2 separate regions of the Pan troglodytes genome follow, and region 1 is linked to region 2. Evidence: chromatin contacts called from public capture Hi-C data. All regions are on one chromosome and are shown on one strand. Each heading gives the region's core, a stretch centred on a gene start, on an enhancer-like site or on the middle of the called end of the contact. The rest is flanking DNA. Distances are from core to core; before and after follow the strand shown. Region 1 has its middle 67 kb from the start of NOL4L. Region 2 overlaps NOL4L (nucleolar protein 4 like).

Region 1 (3,145 bases), core at 640-3,139, 130 kb after region 2:
GTGTTGCGGAGGAGGAGGCTGGCGCTGGTGGCTGGGCTGGGGGTGGACTCGCTGAGCCTTTGAGGTCCTCCTTCCCGCCCCACCGCCAAGGTCCCAGAGGTGGGCAGTGAGTCCAGCCAAGACTGATGTGACCTGTTGGGAACAAGGCCCCCAAGAAGATCATAGAATCTTAGTACCTGAGACTCGCAAGGGGCTTTAGGTCTTCCCTAATTTCCCAACAGTCCCCAGTGTCAGCCCAGGTGTGGGAGACAGGGACAGCACTTCTTACCGGGCTCAGCATTCCAGTTTTTGTAAAGGGAAAACTGGCCAGGCGAGGTGGCTACTGCCTGTGATCCAGCATGTTGGGAGGCTGAGGCAGGAGAATCGCTTGAGCCTGGGAGTTCAAGACAGGCCTAGGAAACATAGGAGACCCTCTCTCTAAAAAAAAAAAAATTAGCTGGGTGTGTTGGCTTGCGCCTGAGGGTTCAGCTACTCACGGGGTAGCTACTCAAGTGGGAGGATCGCTTGAGCCCAGAAGGTTGAGGCTGTAGTGAGCCATGATCGCCCCACTACACTCCAAAGTGGGCAACAGAGCGAAACCCTGTTCAAAAAAAAAAAAGGAAAAGAAACAAGAAAATTGGAGCAAATGATCTCTGAGCCTTGAAGATTCTTACAGGGTGGACAAGAAAACCCCCTGAAGCTGCTCATCCCTGCCCCAAGTCACTTCAAAGCAGGGCTGTAGGCTCAGACACCTTTGCCAAACAACGTGACCTCAGGCAAGGGAGCTCATTGTCACATGCCTGGGTTTCCCCATTTGCAAGGCTGGGGATGGCAACAGTGCCCACCTCGAAGGGTCTCTGAGAAGACTGGAGGAGATAACAAAGCTGAAGTGTCCAGCACAGCAACTGGTCTGACCTGAATAGCCAGCCACTGCCATCTGAAAGGTCTGGGGAACTGGGGGGTGACCTGGCACCTAGCCTGTCCGAGTCTTACCTCTTCATGTGGCAGCTGCAGTCTGGCACTCTGAGGAGGAGGATTAGAGAGCTTAAGTGACTTCTGCAAAGCCACACCACTACGGAAGAGGAAGAGGCAGCCTTGGATCCCTTGAGTGAGGAGAGGATGGGACCTGGATTCCTATGTTGACATTTGTTGAGCATCTACTGGATGCAGGGTCCTGAACAAGACCCCAGGAAGGGACTAAGATGAATCTGAGATTCACTCTGCCTTTAAGGGGACCCCAGTCTGGAAGGAGAGAGAAAACACACATGCAAATAACTAGAATGCAAAGCAAATGTGGCTGGATGCAGTGGCTCACACCTGTCACTTTGGGAGGCCTAGGCAGGAGGATCACTTGAGATCAGGAGTTCGAGACCAGCCTGGCCAACTTGACAAAACCTCGTCTCTACTAAAAATACAAAAAGTAGCTGGGCGTGGTGGTGCACGCCTGTAGTACCAACTACTTGGGAGACTGAGGCACGAGAATCGCTTGAACCTGGTGGGGCAGAGGTTACAGTGAACTGAGATTGCGCCAGTGAGCTGAGATCATGCACTTCAGCCTAGGCGACAGAGCAAGACTCCATCTCAAAAAAAAAAAAAAAAAAAAAAAGCAAATACCCCTGGCATCAGAGGGGGCCCAGCAGCCCTCCATGCAAGGGGCTGGGGTGAGACTCTTGGGATGGCAGGGAGATGCTGCTGTGTCTTGGAGCTCAATTTGCAAAGCAAAGGTTTTGATTTTATTTGAAGGATAAAATCAGCCCTGGGGGTCATGGGGGTGCTGATGGAGCCTCCTCTGGCTTTTTTGGGAAGTTCTGGGTGGTCCCTGACCTCTGTGATTCCTGCTTCGAAGGTTCTGGGATCTATCCTGGAGGTATCTAGGAGTCCCAGATGCTGTGGTTTTGGAGACTACACTGTCCAGACCCCCAGCATGAATACATTCACGTCCACAAAGGACAGTGAGGTCCCCCTTCCAGGTGGCCAGACACGCACCAGTTTGGGGGGCTTCCTGCTGCTGGGCAATTTGGTGGGGAGAGGATGCAGCACTGGTGAGAGGCCCTCTCAGAGATGGTGGAAGCCTCCCAAGGCTGAGAGATGCAAGGCTGCTGGCCCCGATGCTGCAAAGCCTGAGCCTCAGGCGGCAACCCAAAGCGGGCAGGGTGAGTGCTAGGTCACTGGCCTTGGGGATGGTGCCTCCTGGAGATCACTCCCTTCCTGGAGATCAGAGCTCAGCCAGAGGAGCGGGCGGGTCTAGCCACAGGAAGTCTGTGCAAGCACAGCTAGCAGCTCCTGGAAAATAGGCGCTGCTCTCAGCCTCCCCAGGGCACCCTGCACCCAAGCTAGGCCAAATGATGGTCTGGGGCGCCCTCTGGTGGCTCCTCTGGGCAGTAGTGGATGCTGAAGCCACTGTGAATTTAAGGGTGGGTGGGGCAGAGATGGTCAGAGTTGGAAGATTTCAAGGTGGACCACTCTTTCCACTACACAGATGGGAAAACCAAGGCCCAGAGGGAAGTGACTTGCCTACAGTTGCACAGCCAGTGACTAATACAAGAACAGAACCCAGAAGTTCCTCTGTACCAATGCTTTTTTTTAGGGGGTCTCAAGACATCCCACCCTAGGGGAGGGAAGGCTGAGTGTCCAGGGCTCACTCCCAGTGCATATGGACAGCTGAACTGTAGGTCGCTGAGTATCTGTGTGACATAGCATGCAGCACTTCCCTCCCAGGCTTGGTTCTTTGCCTCTAAAGCCTGGGGTTACTGTGTTGGCAAGGGTTGGGGGACTAGGCCTCCTGCTTGCACACTGCTAGAACTGAGGGTGTAAACCAGCCAATCTTTCGGGGAGTTCTAAGAAGAGCGTTCCTACAGCTGGTATCATACTTCATGGTGAGAGATTGGGTGCTTTCCCCAAGACCAGGAACAAGACAAGGATGTCCACTCTTACGGCAAAGTTGAATTCACGACTTGTATTCAACACTGTACTGGGTACAATGGCAAGAAAATAAAGTCATCTAGATTGCAAAAGAAGAAGTAAAACTATCCCTACTTGCAGATGACATGATCTTATATATAGAAAATCCTGGTTGGGAGCAGTGGCTCATGCCTGTAATCTCAGCACTTTGGGAGGCCAAGGCAGGTGGATCACCTAAGGTCAGGAGTTTAAGACCAGCCTGGCC
Region 2 (2,757 bases), core at 39-2,538:
CACAGAATGAGTCGAAACCAGGAGGACAATCCTAGCAGATGCTCTAGTTAATAGGATGGTGGTTTTCAGATGGTTTTAGATTTAAGCTGCAGACCCTGTTCTAGAAATAGACTCATACACTGAAGCCCAAAACATGAAACAGATAAAGACAGAGCTGCTGTGTCTAAGGAGGGGAAGTTCCAGGACCCTTGTCCCTGCCCAACTGCCCTCCGCTGCCCTGGGCTGCCTGCTGCCTTGCTCCCCGGGCCTCCTGCCTGGACACTGAGTCCCGTATGTGAATCTGCCTTTCACATTTTTCCTGGTGGTAAAAAACAGGGACTTCACTGGCAGAGAGAGCAGGAGCTATTTGCAGAGTCGCTGACTTGCAAGGCCCCATTTCACTCCCCAACTCAGAGGCCAACAAAGACAGATGAGGCCAATTGGGGGGATTTGCACCACTTTACAAGATCCTCCTCCTGCCCTGCGGGTGGATTAGCACGTGGTGGGCCTGGAGCAGCTGCTGACCACATCTGGCCCCAACTCCAAAGTGGCCTGGGCAGCTAGATCCGGACTGTGGAACCCGATCTGACCTACTAGCACCCTGGGAGGGAAAAAGGAAGCAAAAGGGCTTGTTCCAACCCAGAAGGGTGCAGAAATCAGAAAAGCAGGAAGGCCCCTTGGAAAAAGGACTAGCCCTCTGTGTGAGTTCAGGAAACTCTGTAGAACCAGCTGGAGCCTTCCTCAAACCCTGGTGCTGGAGAGACCTCCGAGATCCTCTGCACCTCAGGTCACACTGAGAAGCTAAGTGAGACAGGGACTTCCTACTCGAAATGGGAATCCCTGCATTATCCATTGCACATGGCCATCTAACTCCAGCTCGAATACCTCCAGTTTCAGAAAGCTCATTGCCTGCCCTATCTGATCCACGGGTGGACAGCAGTAGATGCCAGAAAGCTCTTTTCCCTACCAAAAAACGCGCCTCATTTAGTGCACTGAAAAAGTCTGCCACTGCCCTGCCAGTCCTAACTCCTATAGTACCCTAGGCCTGGAAAAATCCAGAGGGGCCCTGTGCCCTAGAGACTGTCAGGCAGTCTGAGGATTCAGCGTTGGCAAAACACAGAGATAGATCCAAAAAGTCCTCAGCCAGGAGCTTGATGCGTACCCTGTGATGCCAGGCTGTGCCCCTCTGCAGCTATCAGCAGGGGTTTCCTTGGGGGCTCCTTCCACAGGCATGGATGGGTGGGGGCCTCGTGTCTGCAGAGTGGGGCTGAAGAGCTAGATATGGGTCGAGGAAAATGGGAGCAGATGAAGAGGGGCACAAAGGCATCCAGGCACCACCCCCTGCCCCCAAAAAAGGAAAAGGGTGGCATGAGAAGGGTGACAGATGGGGAGGAGAAGGGGAAAAGGAGAGGAGGCACGTAGGGGAGGAGGGAGGTGTGCCAGCCCCTTCGGCCTCACACCCACTGCAGGAGGGCCCTGGCCTGCTCAGCTCAGCCTTGGCCCTGCTGCTGAAATTCCAGCTCTGTGTGCAGCTCAGCTGGCTCAGTGCCAGTCATGTGCCAGCTCCAGGCTGGGCAGCGGGAAGTGGGGCACGCGGCAGGCATATGGACGAGAAGCCAGGAAGTGCAGAGCAAAGGGCTGGATGTCCGCTTGGCCCAGGGATGCAAGTGCTGGCAGAACCAGCTCAGCCCTGCCCTCCCCACAGCATGGAGGCCGCAGACCCCTGCCTTCCTAAACCGCCCAAAGAGTGCCTGTGGGCGAGGCTTGATGCTGGACACCGAAGGGGCCAGGGAAACCACATGATCCAGCTGGCTCCAGCCCATCCGCCTGGACAACAGCAAGTCATAGGGCTTACTAGCTGACCACAGGAGGGTTGCAGAGAGGCAGGATGTGTGGTGGTCAGGGCACAGGCTCTGGGGTGGGTGGCCTGGCTCTGAATGTCAGCTGACTGACCTCAGGCAGGTTATGTGTTTCTCTGAGTCTCAGTTTTCTCATCTTAAAATGGAGGTAACAACAGCACCTGCTTCATGCATGCAACCTTCATACATGTGTAGGAAGTGCTGGTGTAGAGCACATGCTGACTGCTCAGCACAATGGTGAATTTTATTTATTTTATTTTTTTTTGAGACAGGGTCTTGCTCTGTCACCCAGGCTGGAGTGCAGTAGTACAATCATAGCTCACTGCAGCCTCAAGCAATCCTCCTGCCTCAGCCTCCCAATCAGCTAGGACTACAGGCACACACCACTAGGCCTGAATTTTTTAATATATTTTTTATTTTTATTTTTGGAGACAAAGTCTCACTCTGTCACCCTGGCTGAAGTGCAGTGGCATGATCCCAGCTCACTGCAACCTCTGTTTCCTGGGCTCAAGTGATTCTCATGCCTCAGCCTCCCGAGTAGCTGGGATTATAGGCATGTGCCACCATGCCCAGCTAATTTTTGTATTTTTAATAGAGGTAGGGTTTTGCCATGTTGGCCAGGCTGGTCTCACACTCCTGGCTTCAAGTGATCTGCCTGTCTCGGCCTCCCAAAGTGCTGGGATTACAAGCATGAGCCACCACACCTGGCCCCAATTTTTTTTTTAAGAGAAGGGGTCTTGCTATGGTGCCCAGGTTGGTCTTGAACTTCCAGCCTCAAACAATCCTCCCATCTCAACCTTCCAAAGCGCTGGGATTATAGGTGTCAACCACCATGCCCCACCCACAATGGTAAATTTACTGCTGAGAAAATGTGGTCTTGTCAGTGCCAAGGGGCCCATGTGGGCCCCAGCCTGGGTGC

What was found. Capture Hi-C pulls out chosen DNA fragments and counts their contacts.
Region 1: a capture Hi-C map of stem cell-derived neural stem cells shows a contact between it and region 2, with 10 times the contacts expected there. The contact joins two enhancer-like sites. A contact is called at or near these places in 5 of 7 Hi-C or Micro-C datasets (blood, induced pluripotent stem cells, a lymphoblastoid cell line and 1 more) and 1 of 1 other capture datasets (stem cell-derived neural stem cells).

Annotation. Positions count from the first base shown.
Region 1 is chr21:38,864,797-38,867,941 of NHGRI_mPanTro3-v2.0_pri, forward strand. No RefSeq gene overlaps it. Among named protein-coding and RNA genes, the nearest start is that of NOL4L, 67 kb to the left of the region's middle. Within about 2 kb of position 1,890, at least 7 of the 24 cell types and tissues checked have an H3K27ac peak or open chromatin away from gene starts, as enhancers often do. A contact at or near this core is called in stem cell-derived neural stem cells, where this site is marked.
Region 2 is chr21:38,737,258-38,740,014 of NHGRI_mPanTro3-v2.0_pri, forward strand. The region is part of intron 2 of NOL4L (nucleolar protein 4 like); the gene reads right to left. Among named protein-coding and RNA genes, the nearest start is that of NOL4L, 61 kb to the right of the region's middle. Within about 2 kb of position 1,289, at least 7 of the 24 cell types and tissues checked have an H3K27ac peak or open chromatin away from gene starts, as enhancers often do. A contact at or near this core is called in stem cell-derived neural stem cells, where this site is marked.